Linked DNA regions of Gossypium hirsutum: all the other regions are linked to region 2. A link is a contact called in public Hi-C data. All regions are on one chromosome and are shown on one strand. Each heading gives the region's core, a stretch centred on a gene start, on an enhancer-like site or on the middle of the called end of the contact. The rest is flanking DNA. Distances are from core to core; before and after follow the strand shown. Region 1 holds the start of LOC107912481 (actin-related protein 2/3 complex subunit 3). Region 2 holds the start of LOC107912578 (protein S-acyltransferase 24). Region 3 has its middle 11 kb from the start of LOC107897926.

The links. A called contact is a pair of places that touch in the nucleus more often than the background predicts.
Region 1: a contact with region 2 is called in a Hi-C map of leaf, with 2.4 times the contacts expected there. The contact joins the promoter of LOC107912481 here to the promoter of LOC107912578 in region 2. A contact is called at or near these places in 4 of 34 Hi-C or Micro-C datasets (hypocotyl and leaf).
Region 3: a Hi-C map of leaf shows a contact between it and region 2, with 1.6 times the contacts expected there. The contact joins the enhancer-like site here to the promoter of LOC107912578 in region 2. A contact is called at or near these places in 2 of 34 Hi-C or Micro-C datasets (both in leaf).

What each region holds. Positions count from the first base shown.
Region 1 is chrD08:23,756,360-23,759,059 of Gossypium_hirsutum_v2.1, forward strand. LOC107912481 (actin-related protein 2/3 complex subunit 3) reads right to left here and starts at 1,329. Exons shown (of 8, transcript XR_005917237.1): 1 at 1,161-1,329; 2 at 643-724; 3 at 419-527; 4 at 61-330.
Region 2 is chrD08:24,280,641-24,283,371 of Gossypium_hirsutum_v2.1, forward strand. LOC107912578 (protein S-acyltransferase 24) reads left to right here and starts at 1,417. Exons shown (of 13, transcript XM_016840823.2): 1 at 1,417-2,102; 2 at 2,385-2,525. The coding sequence starts at 1,803.
Region 3 is chrD08:24,988,169-24,990,868 of Gossypium_hirsutum_v2.1, forward strand. No RefSeq gene overlaps it. Among protein-coding and RNA genes, the nearest start is that of LOC107897926, 11 kb to the right of the region's middle. Within about 2 kb of position 1,308, at least 2 of the 9 cell types and tissues checked have an H3K27ac peak or open chromatin away from gene starts, as enhancers often do. A contact at or near this core is called in leaf, where this site is marked.

The DNA.
Region 1 (2,700 bases), core at 79-2,578, 520 kb before region 2:
CAGTAATCAATGTCACATATATGATATATCAAATGAAAAAGAAGATAGTAAGAGATTTACCTGCTTCCTTTTGAGACTGTGGGAGCACAAAGAGCCCCGGAAAAGGAAAACCAGATTCTCCAGGTACGGGAACTTTTTCCAAGCCTAAGTTAATGATTGCCTTGGTCCCTTCAGCCAAGGTCCTACAGCCCTCAAGCCTCTTCAAAGCCACATTTATGTAGAAAGTCAAATATATAAGGAGCTTATCTGCAGGGCTCTTAACATCAAAGTTTCTAAAGAACACATTGGCACGAAAGAATGTGATCGCTTCATCAACAATATCAGTTTTACCTGCAAAATACCATCTTGAATTACCAACTCAAAAATTAAGGAAGAATATAATATTGAGAACTACCTAATGAAGGTTATATAATCCAACCTTGATCTGAAACAGGAGCAGGACCCTTTATATGGCTTTTCAAAGGAAGTAAAGGGAAGCCACAAGCTTTAGTAATTCCTTCCTCACCAACAAAACTAGAGTGATAAACCTGGCATTTAATAACGAATTCTAAATGAATGAACCAAAAAATCATATTTAGAACTCTGGTGAACTACATGCACAATCTAGCAGTGGAAGGGGAGGTAAGAGATTAATTCAAATACCATTTTCCTTGATTTCTTTTCCCAAACAACCAAACGAGGCAATCAGATTTTCCCTCAAAAGAAAGAGGGCAACCAAATGTTTCTGCAAAGAACAACAGTAAAACACAAAATTACAATAAGTATGACTTTTTACACTAAAGTAAGAAATTCCCTATCCACAATATATAAGAATTAAAGAAAAAAACATATGAAATACTCAATTCAGATAGTTGCTTTACATGGAAGTGAGCAAGACCTGAGATCCGAAAAATATAACCTAAACCCATCAAATCACAGACGCCATTAAATGAAAAATCAAGGCAAACCCATTATAGTAAGAAGAAATTCATTCAATTCTGTATGAGCAAAGAGAAACGTTTAAGGGTAGATAAAAGGGGGGAGGGGGAATATAGCAACAAAAGTTCCTAACAAAAATTTTGTGGTTGATCTTGACCAATAGGGTGTTGATCAATACAATCATAAGTTGGAAACCGGGGGGCGGGGGGGGGGGGACAAAAGAAAAAGATGGAGCAACTTACTGCCAACAAATGCTTTTCATCTAAACGGGCGAGACCAAGTTTCAACAGCAATCTCTGGCTTTGCTTGATTTCTTTGAGCTAAAACCATTTAACTCTGTCTCTTGATCCTCTACTGCTACCATAAGAATTGAGATTGAAGATTAAACGACAAAGCCCAGGCGAAGATTGAAATACAAAAGGAATGGCCCATATGATCAAACAAAGAAGACATAAGGCCCACCTCTGTCATCAGTACACCACTTATAAGATTCCCAAAACTAGGGGCTTTGTAAAAATTGGGTCAAATCGGTTTCCTAATCTCAAATTATTGGTTTACAGTGGAGTTAATCGAATTTAAAATACCTATCATTTTAATATATTTTTAAAATCAAATTCAATAGACCTAAATATACATTTAAACACAAACCCAACTAAAAATTAAACCCAATAGACTTAAACTAAACCCAATTATACAAATTAAAATATTAATAAAAACTTTATTAGATAATATCCAAAAAAAAACCCCTAAACTATTATATCTTGTTTAAATAAGATCTTGTACTATTTTTTTTACTGAAATAAGTATCTATCCTATTATTTTTACTCATGAAAGTCCTTTATTTTAATATTAAATTAAAAAGGTATTTTTAAATTAAAAACTTAATTTATTAATGTGACTTTGATGAAAATAGTTTATTAATAAAAATAAAAAATATTTTTTGAAAGTAAAATAAAATAAAATTTTAAAATTTATTGAAAGTGCTTATATAAATATCATAATTAACCACTCTTTTGAAAAATCTATATATACATATCGCAATTAATACTTTTAAAAAAAAATCAATTTACTTGTTAAAGTTTTATGTTGATGTTAAAGTGTATATAATTTTTATTGCATCAACAAAAAATTAAATTAAGAGTTTGAAATTCAAAATACTTTTACTTTAACATTATAATCAATGACTTTTATATGTAAATATCAAAAGTTAAGGATTTATTTAACTATAAAAAAATAGTTTAAGGGTTTATTTAAACAAAATATATAATTTGAGGAGCCAAATTTATTTTTCATACATTTTCAAATTTCTTGTTTTTTTTTGAAAACTTAACCTCCTATTTTTTTGATAAAATATTTTAAAATGAAAAACTCTAACTTTTTTGAGATTTTTTAAATAGATATCTAAAATAAATATCAAATATAAAAACTTTCTAACATATAAATATAATCTATACAAAATAAAAATTTATATTCATCCTAAATAGTATTGACAACACAATAAGAAAAAGAGAAATAAAACCCTAACCTACGTCACATCTATTTAAATAACCCATTATCGCTTTAAAATAAAAAGAGAAAAAAAAGAAACATCATTCCAAAGCTAATCATGTCACATAGGATTTGCATTGAGAAATATGACTTTATTTTCTATCAATTCAATAGATTCCAATATTAAAGAATGGGAGATTAGTTTCTAGATAAAAGTAAGGGAATTATTCAGTAAAAGTTTCAACCAAAAGAAATAAACCTCTTTATTTTCTAAAAAGAAAGTCATTTATCGAC
Region 2 (2,731 bases), core at 167-2,666:
AACTATAGATTAAAATTTCATGAAAGTAAACAACAACAAATTTACCTAAATATTGTCTCAAAATGTGATTCATCACTTTCATGAAAACACTAGGTGCATCAGTTAAACCAAAAGGCATTACCAACCACTCATGAAGTCTATATTTGGTTTTAAAGTCCTTGTTCTATTTATCATCACCTTTCATTAGAATTTGATGATAACTCCTTTTGAGATAAATTTTAATTAATATGGATGCACCATGTGATTCATCAAGCATATCGTCAAGTCTAGGAATTGGATGCTTATATTTAATGGTAAGACTATTAATAGCTCTACAATCAACATACATTCTAAAACTACCAACTTTAGGCACTAAAATTATCGAAACCATGTAAGGACTAAGGGATTCTTGAATATGTCCCTTTTTCTATAGTTCTTGCGCTTACATTTGCAACTCCTTTATATATTTATGATTACTCTAATAAGCTAGTCGATTAAAAATTATGAAACTCAACAAAAAGTTGGTTTAATACTCAATGCCTCAAAAAATTAGTAAACTTGTAGGCATCTCATTTGGAAAACATCTTCAAATTTGTACAAACAAGAAACAAACATAGTAGGCAATTCTTGTCAAGGTTGGATGAACATAGTAGGCAAATTTTGTGAAGGTCAAACCAACCTAACAGTGAACTCGGATCAACCAAGAAACTACTGCTAAGAGTCCCAAGGGACCCACCGCATCAGTGATGCACAAAAGGCCAAGTCTGAGATAGTCTATCCTCTTCATCATCATCTCGGATTCTAATTTTACAAACACTATCACTATACTCTATCATGATAAGGCTGTTTGAGAATAGTTTCCCATAGATCTATTGGGTGGTACCCTTACCTTGTCAAATCTCATATATACACTAGAAATAACTAGAGATTGAAAACTAAAAACTAAAACTAAAACTAAAACTAAAACTGCTTTCAGAAAAGGGTTGAATGGACAAAATAAAAATCCACGAAAGTGTGGAGAAAAATTATGATAATGTGGACTGAGATTAAGAAAAATTAAAATAGAAGGTGTGACTCGCAGATAATACCAAAATTGACCCACTTCTGAAAAAAATTTTGATTTAAAAAAGTTGAATAACTAAAATATTATGAGATGAATTTTGTTATTGACGTCGTAGAAGGTTTTATTTATTTATAATAAATCCCTTCTTGTAATAAAACTTTCCAAAGCCTGTCTCCTAGATGATTTGGATGGTGGGTTTTTCTGTAAAATTATTTTTCAAGAAAATAACTTTTTAATATTTTAATGAAAATAAAGGTTTTTAAAAAATATAACACTAAGGAGTATAAATATAAATAAGAAATACAAAGTTGCGTTGATGAAAAATGAGTAAAATAAGAAATAAATACAAGTTGACAAAAGGAAAGGAACATGTTGAATGATGTAAATAGGTAAAGTTGACGGGGTCAATGAGCAAACATTAGAAAGAAAAGAGAGAAACAATCGGCAATGGATCTTCCTTCCCTTGTCTCTGAAATTGACTTTCATTCCTACGGATAATCGCTTTGGCTTTCGATTGGTTTCGGCCTCTTTAGTCAAAACGGAAAGGACGCCAAAGCGCAACCACATTCCTCCCCCCCTTCCCCTTCTCCTTCTTTCCTCGAAAAACCCTAACCGGCCCCACCATTTTTCATTTTTTTTTCCAATTTAAGAGAAAACTAAAAAAAATTATTCAGAAACAAAGTCAACCGGAGATAATTGGAAAGGAGATTTCGATTTTTCCTTCTTAGGACTGTTTTGGTTGTTGGGTTTTTTTGGAGAGATGTCGTCGGAGATCGAGGTTGTTGAAGACGTTCAACCCTTGAAGCAATCGGATGGCGTTGTGGCGAATGGAAATGGATATTATGGGGGAGGGAACAATGGGGTTGTTGGTGGTTTCGTTGATGATGAGAGCTTGAGGAATGATGTCTACACGGTTGCTGCTTATGGGGATTTGGAGAAGCTCCAAAGGTTGGTTGAGTACGAGGGTCGCTCTCTTTCCGAGCCTGATGGCCTTGGTTACTATGCCCTCCAATGGGCTGCTTTGAATAATAGAACAGCTGCTGCTCAGTACATCATCGAGGTCTTTTATCCTTCTTTTTATGGTTGTTTTGATGGATTTTCTGAATTGCCTTTTATTGTCAGAGTTTGGAGTTGATTGTATTTATTATTCAACTGGGTTTATTGGGTATCTGGTTTATGGATTCCTTATCTTTAAAAAGTTTGCTTGATCAGGCTTTTAATGGGTTTACTGAAATGGTTTTTGGGAATCCATGCTTTTGAGCTGTGTCATGTTGGTATTGAAGTTTTCATTAGATTAAATTCGGTTGAAGTGACTGGTTTTTGGGTTTTCTTTATTTGCTAGCATGGTGGAGATATACATGCAGCAGATCACAATGGGCAGACAGCCTTGCATTGGAGTGCAGTCCGAGGTGCGATACAAGTTGCTGATATTTTACTCCAAGAGGGTGCTCGGGTGCATGCTGCTGACATCTATGGCTACCAGGTGAAATTATATGGTTCTTGTCAAATGGATTTGGGAATGTGATCAGTGATGTAAATAAATGTCTAAACAGTGCTGGCTGTTTAGACATTCTTCTCTGCTTGAAGTTGGTTTTATACCAGCATAAGCATCATTTATATATGTTTTAGGAGCAGTAGAACTCAGCAGTATATGGTTTTCATTAAATCATATTGATCTTTTGAGGCTTA
Region 3 (2,700 bases), core at 58-2,557, 710 kb after region 2:
AAAGAAAATTAAAAAATTTATCCCACAAAGTGTATTTTTTTTCTCTTTAATCCTTAGTAGTTTTCGAAGGTTTTTGTTGATTCAAAAATCATATAATTTTAAATCATCCATCATTCCCCCATAAAAAAATGAAAACATATATATCATGTTCATATACAAATAGTAATAAGAATCGTTAGAAAAAAAAAATACTCTTAGGATGTTTATCGATTTAATAAGCTTCAAATTAATATGAATCTCTAATTATATATATTCTTTAATCGACTATGCAAAATCAAATCCTTAAAATTGGATAAACAATTATGTTAGGATCTCTAGAATAATATGATTTCAAAAGTTTAAGATATACCTGATACAGAATTAGAGTTGGTCATTAAACTTGATGAAGAACACCCTATCAATTAATTTTTCTTTCTTGACCTCTTCTTTAATTATATAAACTCTAAGTAATTAAGACTATAATGTTTGATGCGTTTTGTGTGCGTAACCCTAATAATAGAGGGAAGATCAATTTATAATGATTTATCTTTTAATAATAATCGAATGAATAAATAAAATTTAACCACCTCAACAATAAAATTTGATTGGAAGTTTAAATAAAAGGAGGGGAGAAATAGAAAGGAAGATTTTAGGTGTTAGGATATTCCACCTTTTCTTTTCCTAATTAAGAAATAAAACAAAGATGAACTTCTGTTTCTTAGTTTGAACGCGAAAGGCCACAACTTCCTTCTATTTCAATTCCAATTAGAAATAAAAAAAAAAAGTTTTTAGCATGCGATGACAAATGACCTTTGAATCAAATAATGAAACATCTAGAAGATTTGGAAAAGTTGGGTTTATTTTTTAAAATTCCCATTCCCATTCCCATTCTCCAATTAAGTAAGAAAAGGAAGAAGATGACAAATTCATTAATTAACCACTTTTCTACTGTAATTTAGTCATTAAATTTTAAAAATAAATTCTTCTTACTCTTTTACATCGTGACTTAATTATTAGTAAAATCACTCAATTATAAAAAAATTATAAAATTGTAATCTAACTATTACTAAATTTCTTTTTTAGTCACTCAATTATAAAAAAATTATAAAGTGATTATTCAATTATTCAATTTTTTCTCTTTTTTATCACTAAAAATTACATCATGAGTAAATATTGAGAGTTGAAGTTATTAACATATCAATTTTGAAAACTACCACAGTTAATGAGCTGATGATAAAGAAAACTATAATCTATTCCTTGTGTAATGACTTGATTTTTGTCTGTATATGGCAATTAAGATGTGTTTCCCAAGCAAATGGTCCAATGGCCTCCACTTGCTTTGTGGTCCTTCGGCCGACTACAACAATAATTTGAGTTTGGGGATCTCTTTAGGTTGGCTCAGAGATACCCAAATTTATTATGCCATTTTCACATTGGACTGCCTGCCTTTTGCTTTTGAATATTTGACACCAAAATTTTAGTATATCTCTAACTTTTAGGGTTAGTAACATTTAATTCATGAATTTGGTAATTTATTTTTTAAATTTTATTTTAAATATTTTTATTCAAATTCATTTTTGAATTAAATTTAATTAAATAATTTAGTTTTTTAAACATAATTAAGAGGTGATAAATGCCATATTTTGAGATTATGTCACATCATCACTTGATTTTTTTTAGGAATCACATAATTTTTTAAAATTAAATAAAAGTTGAAAATTATAAAAAGAAATTATAAATGAATGATTGAATTTATATTTTAAAAATATAAAAATATTCAATATATATTTAAAAATTAAGAATTTTAAAAATAATTTAAAAATAAAAATAATTATTTTTGTGCACTTACGTGTGAATGGGAAAAGAAGAAAAAGATAGAATCCAAACTTAGAGACTAATCTAAACCAAAAATAAGTTGAAGGACTAAGTTGAATTTTTATCAAATTTAAAGACTAAATATTAGTTTATCAGATTTTAGAGTAATAAAATTTTGGGTATGGAAGCAATTTGTAACTTATAAATTAAAAATACCAATTATGAAACATGATTGAACAATATTTTTCTTGTTTTTTTTTTTTTTTTGAACACAGGAAAAGAAATACGTTTTAATTTATTTTATAATGAAACAAATAAAACTAAAAAAACTCGTTCGTAAATTAAGAAACGAAAAAATAACTATCGTCTTAAGTTTCAAAATGAAAACAATGAGGGCGAATGTTTTTAAGTCTTAGATTTATTATTTAACCTACCTCACTAAAATAAAAAGTATAAGCTTTCCTTTTACCATGCAAATAGAAGGAAATGACGAAAAAAATCTGAAAATCTTTACTTTTAAATTTAATTTCTTTTTTGAAAGCAAAAAAAAATGGAAGTAAATTTACAATTGGAAAAAAAAATTAGAGTTATTAAAATTAAGTAATTTGGGCATTTCATATTTGTTTTTCTTACCTTAAAAAATTGAAAAGCATTTGACTCAAAATTTTGAAACCTTTTTCTTGGTTGATTAATAACACTTAAAAAATTGCAAGCATATCACGGTAAAAATGAGGTAAATTCTATTTTATTTTTTAATCTATTTACACTTCTGTTTAATTTGCGAGTTTTTATTTTCTAGATCTGTTTAATTTGTTTTTCTTGAATTTTGGATTCTTTTTATTACCTAGTTTGCTTGTTTGTTGTAATTAAACTACAAATCTACTTAAAAAAATATATGATCAGGAT